Regions from separate parts of the Arachis hypogaea genome. Here region 2 is linked to region 1. The links are chromatin contacts, called in public Hi-C maps. All regions are on one chromosome and are shown on one strand. Each heading gives the region's core, a stretch centred on a gene start, on an enhancer-like site or on the middle of the called end of the contact. The rest is flanking DNA. Distances are from core to core; before and after follow the strand shown.

The links. Hi-C and Micro-C count contacts between places; a contact is called where the count stands out from the background.
Region 2: a contact with region 1 is called in a Hi-C map of leaf, with 5 times the contacts expected there. The contact joins the promoter of LOC112722417 here to the promoter of LOC112722416 in region 1. A contact is called at or near these places in 2 of 8 Hi-C or Micro-C datasets (both in leaf).

Annotation. Positions count from the first base shown.
Region 1 is chr11:116,543,040-116,549,595 of arahy.Tifrunner.gnm2.J5K5, forward strand. It overlaps LOC112722416 (pentatricopeptide repeat-containing protein At1g74850, chloroplastic), which reads left to right and starts at 4,215. Exons shown (of 4, transcript XM_025773428.3): 1 at 4,215-6,548. The coding sequence starts at 4,699.
Region 2 is chr11:116,672,893-116,679,448 of arahy.Tifrunner.gnm2.J5K5, forward strand. It overlaps LOC112722417 (transcription factor MYB1R1), which reads left to right and starts at 3,230. Exons shown (of 3, transcript XM_025773429.2): 1 at 3,230-3,681; 2 at 3,871-4,079; 3 at 4,444-5,208. The coding sequence starts at 3,411. The coding sequence ends at 4,881.

The sequences.
Region 1 (6,556 bases), core at 2,965-5,464:
TTTAATGATATATAAATTTAAGGAATAAATTAAAATAATATAACTTATTACTTATTTAATTTGAATACAACAAATACAAAATTAATTTAGTCAAAAGTTTATTATTTTCTAATCTCCCATACATAAAAATGACAAAACAAAACTATAAAAATAATATTTTTATCGTTTTTGCTATTTTAATTTTATTTTCTTTACTTTTTTATGTGTAATTTTATTTTATATTAACTTTGTATATTTAATAACAAAATATACTCATATTAATTCTATCATATAATAATATATTTTTCTCCTATGTTAATCAAATAATTTCAATAGTTATCAACTACATCTAATAGAATGACTGAGAAGTAAGAACTACGACAAGTTAAACCCAGATTCAAAATGCTGAAACGAAGGAAAGAAAACAGTGAATATATGATTAGAGAAAAATATATAATAACGAGAAATATACTAAAACTGGATTTTTCCTTCAACTAATAAAAGTAAGGTGTCAATTTCTCATGAATTCATTTTTCCTCTAAAATAAAATCATTATTTTCTCTTCTAAATTTATTTTAGAAAAATGTTTTTATTATAATTATATTACAATTAACATTTAACGAATAATGCATGATTATACTAATTTAGAAAAATATTTTTATTATAATTATATAAAATCAATATTTAATACATTATCAACTAATAAAAGTGAAGTGTCAATTCCTCGTGAATTCATTTTCTCTCCAAAATGAAAGCACTATTCTCTCTTCTAATTTTATTTTAGAAAAATATCTTTATTATAATTATATTACAATATTACAATTATATTACAAGTAGCATTTAATGAATAATGCATAATTATAGTAATTTAGTAAAATAAAATAAAGTCCAGTAATTTATCTTTCGACTGCACACGTATGTAAAATAACTTTTAAGAAGGAGTCACGTATAGTAAATACGGTCGATGATTGTAAAACTGTATACTAACATTGATATAATATTATTTCAAGTATATGTTTTGCAGGTATCAAAGAAAAGTGTTGAGTTATTTTTTAGTGGGTTTAAATTATTTATTGTTTATTAGAGAATTTTGTGCATTAGAATTCTCTAATAATTTATTATTTATTTTGAGCTGATTTTGATATGTTCTTACTTGACAGTAAAACAACATATAAAAAATTGTTGGTAGGTCTAAGTATTACTAAGTTATTTATGGCCACATTGAGTATATATGTTTGATTTATTGAAAAAAATAAAATATTAAAACTAATTAATAACTATTTTAGAGTTAATACATTTAATACTAGATTAAGAAAAAATAAATAATACATAATATGTTACATTTTTATTAATCAAATTATTATAATTCAAATTAATCTTAACAAAATAATTTAAAATTATAATTTCAATCTTATGACGTGCATGACACGAGTTATTACACTTATTTTTAAAGTAAAACTGTGTTTCCATCGGTAAATAGTAAATAGGATAATACAAGAAAGAATTATATTAGGTAATTAATAATTTTTTTTGAATAATATGAATAACTATTAATTAAATTAAAACACACTATATCTTTAAATTACTCACCCAAATCTTAATATTAGAATAATCATCCATATATTTAGTAAAATGAACATCTGATATATCAATTGTTTATATTATTTAATATTTTTATTGTCTAAGTATAATTTTTCTACGAGAAAAACATGCTTCGCCAGTTCACCGGTTGACCATATCATGCAACATAATGACATATAGTCATATACGAGGCTCAACTATTTTGGATCATGCATTTCAAAGGATTACTCAACTTACTCCTATGTCACACGAACATCATATATAAATTAAAAGAATACTTCAGGAGCCTAATATCTTATGTACCACCATTATCCAAACGTGAGAATCATTGTCATTCACATGATCACATCACCAACACATCCTGTATAAATTGGAGCATTATTTTTCTAATTACTAACCTTTTATTTTAACAAAGTTAAATTCTAAAAGAGATGTTCAATCGTTATACTAAGATGAACTGTACTCGCTATATTTTATCTTAAAATTGATTTTATAATTTTAAATGAATTAATTAATTTTACAAAAAAATTATTAAATCAAAACATTTTATAATTTAAATCTTATTATGATTTTATATTTTATATATTTAATTTATTCTTTTAATTTTAGGTAAAATCTGAATTTTTTCTACTTTTATAGAACAATACAATGCAATTTTTAGGAGGGAGGGGGATTTTCGGAATGTGAAATGACCATGTTAGAGCATTATTAGAGAAAAAGGGAGTCCACCAAGGAGAGCACACAGTCTCTCTCAAAACGGTTTTTCTTTCCGCTCAAAAGAAACGGTGGTCTCTGACCAAAAAAAAAAAAAAAAAAAAAAAAAGAAACGGTGGTCCTGGTCCATTTCTCCATTTCAATGCAACTGCAAGCGTCATCTTTTGGCTTTTTTTTTTTAAATTGATAGATTAAAAATTAATTCATTACAGATTTAAATTTTATTTAAATTTTTTTTTGTTAATCAGTAAATTATTGCATACACAAAACAGAATTTAAATACTAAATTTTTGTTTAAATTAATTAATAAATTGACTATTCAAATTGATTAGAGTCCTTTAATCATTGCATATTTTATTCAAGTTATTACAAAACTTCTCCATTCGCAATAGCACTAAGACAAATTTACTGAACAGAATTTCTAGGTTTAACTTTTCACGGTGAAAAACGTCTTAAAATATTAGTTTTTATTTGAGCTACAAAGAATAGAATAAAATGAATTCTAATAGTTGTTGATATTAATGTTGGAAATGATTATAGATTCAAGTAAGTTTATATTTGCTGTTTAGTTTCCTTTTATTCTGTTATTGTTCCATCTAATTATGTTGAGCTCCTTTATTTAAAAAAAAAATTAATTTTTGATTTTTTATTCCTATTAATTATTAATGGGTAGTTGTTAGGGAGAAAATAAAAAAAGGGGTTAACCACCAAAAATGTTTTCGAATTATTTAAATATTGACAAAAATACGCTTGAATTTTACTATTTAAATAATTTAAAAACGCGACAAAAATGTCCAACAATAAATATATATTTTCAAAAAATGCTTTAGAGATTGAATTTTGATGTGATTTTTGCAAGTATAATTAAAAAAATGAGATATTATTATTCTTAAAATTTGGTGATTTTTTTCTAAGTATATATATTTTTTTATTTTTTAAATGTATTATTAGTTGTTAACAAAAAAAATTACAAAAAATATATACTTAACAAAAAATCACCAAATTTTAAAAATAATAATATCTCATTTTTCTAATCATGTTTGAAAAAAATTGTATCAAAATTCAATCTCTAATGTATTTTTTGAGAAATACATATTTAATGTTAGATAATCTTGCAAAAAAAAAAAACTAACATTAAATATGTATTTCTCAAAAAATACATTAGAAAATGAATTTTGATACAATTTTTTTTCAAGTATGATTAAAAAAATGAGATATTATTATTCTTAATATTTGGTGGTTTTTTGTTAAGTATATATTGTTTTGTGATTTTTTAAAAGTATTATTGGTTGTTAACAAAAAAATTATAAAAAAAATATATACTTAACAGACAAATCACTAAATTTTAAGTATAATAATACCTTATTTTTATAATTGTACTTGCAAAAAATTGCATCAAAATTCAATCTCTAAGGTATATTTTGGAAATCTATATTTATTGTTGAATATTTTTGTTGTGTTTTTAAATTATTTGAAGGTATTTTTGTTGATAGTAAAATTCGAGTGTATTTTTGTCAGCGTTTAAATAATTCAGAGACATTTTGAGTAGTTAACCCAAAATTTTTTTTTTAAATTGATAAAAATTAAATTTTTCATATTTATAATCTATTGAATATATTAATTTATTTTCTAAAAATATTTACATTTGCTATACATCCATATGCCTAAAATTCACTATAGTTGATATATATAAATAGATTTATTCTGAATTTCTGATGTAACCAAAAACTTTCACACACATTTATTGTTAAAAAGTGTAATATATATCTGATATCTCACACATAATTATTTAAAGGTGTATTTCTTAAAAATAATAGAGTATATCCGATTGTAAATATTTTTTTTTTTTGTTGGTGACTATCCGATTGTAAATATATTATCACTTAAAAAGTTAAAATCAATGACCTTATAATTGGATTTAAAAATAACGGAAGAATTGTAATCACTAATCAGGTACTAGAACTGTAAACTGTATAATCTATAACGAAAAACGGACGCGGTTGCTTCTTAGCTCTTTCTCCCGCTAGAACCTTTAGTTTAAAAATCCGTTACCGCGAACTGCTCCGGGGGACCGAACCCGGAACAAAACGGGTCCAGTTTCAGTTTCACGTCTTTCAGTATTTACCCTTCGCTGGTAGTGGTAGGTATCCATTTTGGCGTTTATCGCCAGCACATTGTCAGAAATGTATCTTATCATGGGTCGGGTCAAATAACCCGATGACCTTTTTCTCATTTTTATCGGTTTATCTACAATGGAAAACACCACGTGGCCTTCTCTCAACTCATTCACAGAGCTAAGAGAGCTTGGCTTCCTCCATCTTCGTCTTCCTCCTCCAGCCAAAACGCACCGTATCAGTATCCACAACAACATGCTACTGCGGTACCTTCTCAATCTCTGAACACCGAGCTCGCTTCACAGATAAAATGACCATACTACCCTCCATAACCGTCCCCAACATCTCACCCTTCTCCGCCACCCTCATCCTAAATCCTAACACCAACCATCTCCACCTCCAGCTCCACCACCACCACCAATTCCGCCACCTCTACCTCCGCCGTCGTCACAACGGTCGGCGCATCCAGTTCACTACCGTTGCTCGCTCCCGCGAGGTCGTCCTCGGGAACCCGTCGGTGACGGTGGAGAAAGGCAAGTACAGCTACGACGTCGAAACCCTAATAAATAAGCTCAGCAGCCTTCCGCCACGTGGCAGCATCGCGCGGTGCCTCGACGCCTTCAAGAGCAAGCTCTCCCTCAACGACTTCGCTCTCGTGTTCAAGGAGTTCGCCGCGCGTGGCGATTGGCAACGAACCCTGCGACTCTTCAAGCACATGCAGCGCCAGATATGGTGCAAGCCAAACGAGCACATCTACACAATCGTCATCACCTTGCTCGGCAGAGAAGGACTCCTAGACAAGTGCCGCGAGGTGTTCGATGAAATGCCTGAACAAGGCGTTCCTCGCTCTGTCTTTGCCTACACCGCCATAATCAACGCCTATGGCCGCCACGGACAGTACCAGACCTCCCTCGAATTGCTCGATTTGATGAAGAGAGAGAGGGTTTCACCAAGTATCTTGACTTACAACACTGTAATCAATGCTTGCGCGAGGGGTGGGTTGGATTGGGAGGGTTTGTTAGGGTTATTTGCTGAGATGAGGCATGAAGGGGTTCAGCCTGATGTAGTTACGTATAATACTATGCTTCATGCTTGTTCTCGTAGGGGTTTGGGCGATGAGGCTGAGATGGTGTTCAGGACTATGAATGAAGGTGGGGTTGTTCCTGATATCACTACTTATAGTTACCTTGTTGATACTTTTGGGAGATTGAATAAACTTGAGAAGGTTTCGGAGCTTCTTAGGGAGATGGAGGAAGGTGGTAATTTGCCTGATGTGACGTCTTATAATGTGCTTTTGGATGCGTATGCTGAGAAGGGGTCGATTAAGGAGGCACTAGGGGTGTTCCGGCAGATGCAGACGGCAGGGTGCGTGCCAAACGCGACCACTTATAGTATTCTGTTGAATTTGTATGGGAAGCAGGGGAAGTATGATGATGTTAGGGACCTTTTCCTTGAGATGAAAGTTAGCAACACAGAGCCTGATGCTGGTACCTATAACATTCTTATACAGGTGTTTGGAGAAGGTGGATACTTTAAGGAGGTGGTTACTTTGTTCCATGATATGGTGGAGGAGAATGTACAGCCTAACACGGAGACGTATGAGGGTTTGATATTTGCTTGTGGGAAGGGAGGGCTCTATGAGGATGCCAAGAATATTTTACTTCATATGGATGCTCAGGGAATGGTTCCGAGTTCCAAGGCTTATACTGGGGTGATTGAAGCCTATGGCCAGGCTGGACTGTATGAAGAGGCAATAGTTGCGTTTAACACTATGAATGAAGTGGGAAGCAATCCAACTGTCGAGACATACAATTCGCTCATTCGTGCATTTGCAAAGGGAGGATTGTACAAGGAGGCTGGAAAAGTTTTATTGAAGATGGGTGATTCAGGTTTGCAGAGGGATGTGCATTCGTTTAATGGTTTAATTGAAGCTTTCAGGCAAGGAGGTCAGCATGAAGAGGCGATAAAAGCGTATGTGGAGATGGAGAAGGCTAACTGCGATCCTAATGAGCTGACACTCGAAGCAGTATTAAGTGTATATTGCTCAGCAGGACTTGTTGACGAGGGTGAAGAACAGTTCCAAGAAATTAAAGCTTCAGGGATACTGCCCAGTGTCATGTGTTATTGCATGATGCTTGCTCTTTATGCAAAGAATGATAGGTCAGCAA
Region 2 (6,556 bases), core at 1,980-4,479, 130 kb after region 1:
GGGTTGAAAAATATCCAAATGGCGCGCAAGCGTCAGCCACGCGTACGCGTGGGTGCTCTTGCGCCCGGGCACAAAACTGGCACGACCCTGGCACAACTCTCTGGAAAATAGATGGGCATTTGGTACAGCGCATCGACGCGCCCGCGCACACCACGCGCATGCGTTGATGGTGCTTTCTGGAAGAACAGCGCGCACGCGCCAGGTGCGCCTACGCGCGTAGGGTCGTTCTGCTAAAAATTTTCTAAGTTAAAAGCTGCAGAATTTACAGATTCAACCCCCAATCTTCCGACGGACATAACTCTCTCATTTTAAATCGTTTTTCACCCGTCCTTCGAATGGCATGGACATCCCGGATCCAATTTCATTTCTAAACAGATTTGGCAGAAAACAGAGATCCGTAGTCCAGGTTATGTCCCGTCAAAGTATGCCCCAAAACCATGTTTCCATACAAAACCACAAAGTGCCATTTTCAAAACAAGCCATTTTCAACGCTTTTCAAAATCAATCAAAACATGCCAATTTCAGCCTTTTCTTTGAAATCAATCAAAATATACCAAGATCAACATCAAGCCTCCTCAACTCGCACGTTGACACTTTCTCAAACTCAAACACATTTACATATCATATACTCTTTCTCATGCCAAATTTCAACAACACTATTTCCAATCAACCATCATTATACATAATCAATATCGTACTCACTATCACGTGGCTTTACCCACAAATCAACCTTAATCATTCCTCAAGCATATATCACGACAAACATATCTCTAATGCATCATCATACCATCAAGGCATCAATAATCATAATCACATATATGACCATATAATATATCTCAACCAAATCCAAACATACCTCATCTATATAATTGCACCCAAATTTACCAAATCCCACACCTCAACTCCTCAAACCTTATTATTCAATAACCAACCCAATCATTCATATATTCATTATCTGAAATTCATCCAATCACTTGTGTCATACAATGCACACATCAACTTACCTTTCTCACCTTTTTTCGGCCTCCGGCCCAAAATCCACGGCCTCCGGCCCAATATCATAATTTAAATGCACAAACCACAAATCAATACTCGTTACCCAGTATATCAAATTCTCAATACATCAAGCATACAAGGCCACACAATTCTCAACCCAAATCATTAATTCACATTACATACCAACTATGCATATTAGCACCAACCATTTACACAATCCAAACTTAATCCTAGGGGCATCTAGCCTAGGAATTCTCATCACAACACACGGTACTTAAATGAAACTTAAACCGTACCTCTTGTAGCCAAACCAATTGAGCCTCTTCTATGGAAGTCTTCACCAACCTTAGCTCCAAGCCTCACCAAAGCTCCTCAAGCAATACCAATCTCCCAATTGTGCACCAACATCACCAAATACACTAACATAACCAATATCACATACATACATCAACCTAGGGCTCATAAAAATGACAAATCACAAGGGTTTGAGCACTTCTTACCTCAGCCCATATGAAGTAGGGATAGAACCCACTTAGAATCCATGTTGGAGTATCCCTAAACACCCAAAATCACAAGATTTCAACACTAATTACCCAAAAACGTGTAACACTGGGGAATTTCGAAAACTGGGCAGAGATGAATAGAATACTTACCACAAAACTTAGATAGAATTGTAGATGATGAGAAGAGCGACGCGTGGCCGCAAACGGCTCGTCAATCGGAGCTCCGTAGCTCAAGTTATGGTGGTTTGAAGATCAAAGAGAGTTAGGTTTTCTCTCTTCCCAATTTCAGCGCCCAACACCCCTTCTTTAGGGCAAAATGAGCTGAAATGCTCATAACTAATGTTTATATATGTTGGGTCTTGGGCCCACTTAGGCCCGGTTCACTTATTTTTGCCCATTGGCCCTATTTTGGGCCAAAACCTTTAAGATTAGCGCTCTAAATTGCACTTTAAATATTTCTACCTTCCCTAATTATAGTTCCTCATTTATTAATCTTATTTACCCATAATCAATTTCCTCAGCTGTAGTACCAGACAGATCTCAGCCGGTACTGCCGGTCAAAATTCCACTGCGCGCTTTTACGCAGAAAACTATGTTTTCCGACTCGGAAAAATTCACTGAATCCAAATATCATATTTGAATTATCAAATTTCAATTGCCAAATCTTCCAACCATATTCGCTCTTATTTAACTTATTATTTAGTTAATTTCGGTTAGACCGGGTATTACAGATACCATGGTTCTAATACCATGTTAGAAAGGAGAGAGAGAGCAATAAGAAAAAGATTTGTGAGTATTCAAATTGTGTAAAATGATACAATATAGAAGGGTATTTATAGGTGATAAGAGAATCGAAATAATAAAGACGTAATATTGTATAATAAATATTCAGATATGTTGAATAATGCTAATTGATCTAATTGATCCTAATGATACTCTAATAATTATATTCAAGTAATTAATATACATAATATTAAATTGTGTGATACTTAAATATCTAATCAAATCAATTAGTTAATATAATTAATCCATTGTAATGAATTATATTTAATGAGTTAAAACTTAAAAGAAATAATTCAGGAAACATACTCCGAAACATGCCACGCCAGTTTTATCATTAAGTGAAAAAATTCGATTTTTATAATATAGAATAGATAGAATAGATTATGGTGATTTTACCAGAAGAAAATCAACTTATCCAACTTAAGGAGGATACCATGGTTTTGATACCATATTAGAAAGGGGAGAGAGAACAATAAAAAAAAGGTTTGTGAGTATTCAAATTGTATAAAATGATACAATATAAAATGGTATTTATAGGTGATAAGAGAATTGAAATAATAAAGCCCTAATATTTTATGATAAATATTCAGATATGTTGAATAATACTAATTGATCTAATTGATCCTAATTATACTCTAATAATTATATTCAATTAATTAATATATATAATATTAAATTATGTGATACTTAAATATCTAATCAAATCAATTAGTTGATATAATTAATCTATTATAATGAATTGTATTTAATGAATTAAAAAAATAATTTAAAAAATATATTCTAAAATATGCCACGTCATTTTTATAATATAAAATAGATAGATAGATAAAAAAATGAGATATGATAGATTTTGATTGTAAAATTAATAATATAATAGATTTTCATAGAGAATAATCCTAAAATTTTATTTTATCTGATAATTATTATAAAATATTTTCTAAATTTCTGAGTCCACATGGTTGCCACCTCATCTCCATTCTCAACCTCTCTTATATTAAACACAGCACGCACCACTATCTCCCAGATTCTCTTCTCTCTCTCTCTCTCTCTCCACCGAGTCACTGACTCGTCAAGTACGGAAGCTCCGATTCCGCCTCGAGTCCAACTCAATTAGCTCGATCGAAGAAGATGTGTAGCACCTTCGCCGCCGCCGCAGACTCCTCCATCTCCGGCGACGGTGACTCCCCCGCCGCCGGCGAGATTATGCTGTTCGGCGTTAGGGTGGTGGTGGACTCCATGAGGAAAAGCGTCAGTATGAACAATCTGTCGCAGTACGTGCATCCTCAAGATGAATCCAACAACAACAAAGACGCTGCCTTCTCCGCCACCGGTTACGCGTCCGCCGACGACGCCGCTCCTCACAACTCCGGCAAGAACCGCGAGCGCGAGCGCAAGCGAGGTTCGAAATTTCAATACCACGCATATATAAATTTCTCCGATCGATCACTGATCTCTGTTTAAAAAAGTTGATTCACATGATAAATTGATAATCAATTAGTGTTGTTGAATGAATTGTAAAATTGATACCTATGGTTATTGATTATTCTGGTGATGAGAGTGAAACTGAAATTGCGATCGGAAACTTCAGGTGTTCCGTGGACGGAGGAAGAGCACAAGCTGTTCCTGGTTGGATTGCAGAAGGTAGGGAAAGGTGATTGGAGAGGGATCTCTAGGAACTACGTCAAGACTCGGACGCCCACGCAGGTCGCCAGCCATGCTCAGAAGTACTTCCTCCGCCGGAGCAATCTCAACCGCCGTCGCCGTAGATCCAGCCTCTTTGACATCACCACCGATTCGGTAAAATAATCTCCTCTCTTTTATTTTGTTCTGGATTCATGTTTTGGTTGGTCATCAATACAGTATTGCGTGACATTTAATTCTGAGGTATTTCTTTTGTTTATATTAATAACATATGGTTTTTGTTCAGTAAGAGCACATATTAGCTAAAACCATTATTATTTTTTGTTCTTGGTGGGGTCTTGTTTATTTCATTATGGAATTCTTTTGTTAGTTGAAGGGAACTAGGGAGATGTCTAATCTAACGGGGAAATAGGGGTGGTTTAGGTTCTTGTGGGTTCCCCAGGCTGAGATTGAAAGAGTTGACTTACTAATGGGGTGTGGAGAAACATATTATTCATGATCTTGTTAATTTTTGTTTTAGGTCTCTTCGATCCCAATGGAGGAAGAACAGATCCAGAACGGAGACAGTGTGCCTCATTCACAGCCTCTGTGCCCTGCAGCCCCTGAGAATAGCAACACCAATGGATTTCCGATGGTGCCGGTGTATCCATTGGGGGTTGGTCCAGGTGTGATTTCATCAGTCGAAGCTGGGAATCCAATGGATGAACTAACTCTAGGACAGGCAAACATGGAGCTTAATGCGCAAACCAAGCTACTCCATCCGATTCCTGTTGCCTCAAATCCTAAAACCTGCACCGTGTCTGATGTTGCCTCCGGCTCTAATTCGCCCCTCGACTTGCCAACACTGTCCCTGGGACTATCCTTCACATCTGATCAAAGACAGACTCCATCAAGACATTCGGCTTTCCATTCGATTCCGAGTTTAAATAACGGAGATAGCGTCATAAGTGTTGCTTGATAGACATGATGTCTCTCATGGTTATTATAAAGTCCATGTCTAGAGCATCTTGGATTCACAGATAGAAGATGTTTTATTATTGGGATAAGTTAAGAGAAAGATGTTGAAGGAAAAGGGCGATGGATTAGAGAAGGCAAAATGCAAAGGCTTAGGTTAATGAACTAAATTTAATCCTTCTGTTCCTTGTACAGAGTACAGACCCCGGGTCCGGTTCCTTCTTTGTTTGCTTATGTTAATGTTTATGACCTTATTAGATTCCTGTTTGTCTGGCCGTTTGTGCTTTGTAGTTTGATGTAACTGAAAATAACGAAGTACTCTACTCTACTACTCTCTCTGTTTATTGCTGGTAACGTTGGATGTGGACTAGACAGTCACATATAAGTGGTTTGTGGCTCTTTTGGGTAAAAAATATTCAAGTTGGGTGTTAGGTGTTAGCAGAAGGGCACGTTTTCCATTTCTGGTGAATACCACCTAATTTTCTCTAACCTATGATTGGCCTCTGAGGTTGCCGTTGTAGCTGTCTAATAATTCATAATTGTCTCATGTTTTATGAGCCATGGTTTTTGGGTTTGCCCAAAATACCAAGTTGGCATTCTTGATTCTTGTGGAGATTGGGTGTTGCTGGCAAATTAGGCGGCTAATGCTAGTTTGTCTCGCATGCATGCCCCTCACGATTCATAGTCATAGATATAGGTCTCCAAATTGCTTGTCTTGTTTCCGTGATAGAAATGTTTATGATCCGTGAGTGTTATGTCCTGTGGCAAGAGTTGTGACCAAATGCAAAATGGTAATATTTAGGCCTGGAACTATTATTGGTACTTATTTTAATTGCTTTAAAACCGAAAACATAAATTATTTGTACCGGGGCCAAAGATGGTAAACAGTGGAGTTAATAAGAAACATGAATCCTATAAAGATTTGAATTCAAGTTCTTCCGAAAATTGTTAGGGAGGTCTTCTAGGAGAAGACACCAAGGACCTTAGAAGATATGGCACTGATTGATGTTTGTGTTTTTTTCCCTACTATTTTATTTACGGTGGTCTATTTGATAGATTTATCTGAATACACCATAGGTTACTAATGTAATATTCAGTTATACTATTCTTTTTTCTTTTGCATTTAGCATACTTTGTATGAGTATTACCTTCTTCGGGATTATCATATTTGTGGGGTATAACTTGGTGTTCCTTTTATACCTAATGTAAATATAATATTTTCTTTCTTTTTATATATTTTAGTTAGTCAAAATCAATAATTATTTAATAAAAACTTTCATTCAAAAAAATATTTTGGAATTTAATATCAAGATGCAAAAATAATATACTATGTTCTCAATGTAAATATTTTAACTCTTGATATTTCTATTTGATATAGTGTGCTTCAATATAAATTAGGAATAAGATGGGAAGGTCCTTTTTTATATTCGAATCTATCAAAAACCTATTAGACATGAATGTATAAGTGAAAGCTCTTGTTAAATGATCTCATATTATCCTAGAAGCGAAATAATATTCAAATAAGTGACAAATAAGTTTTGTATTTGACAAATTATTTATGCATTTGATCCAAAATTGTATAAAAATATTCGAATAATTATTTAAAAAATACATATAAAAAGTGGGACTAAAATTAAATCTCTAGATTTTTTTTTCAGGTTTTAATAGTGTTCTTGGCC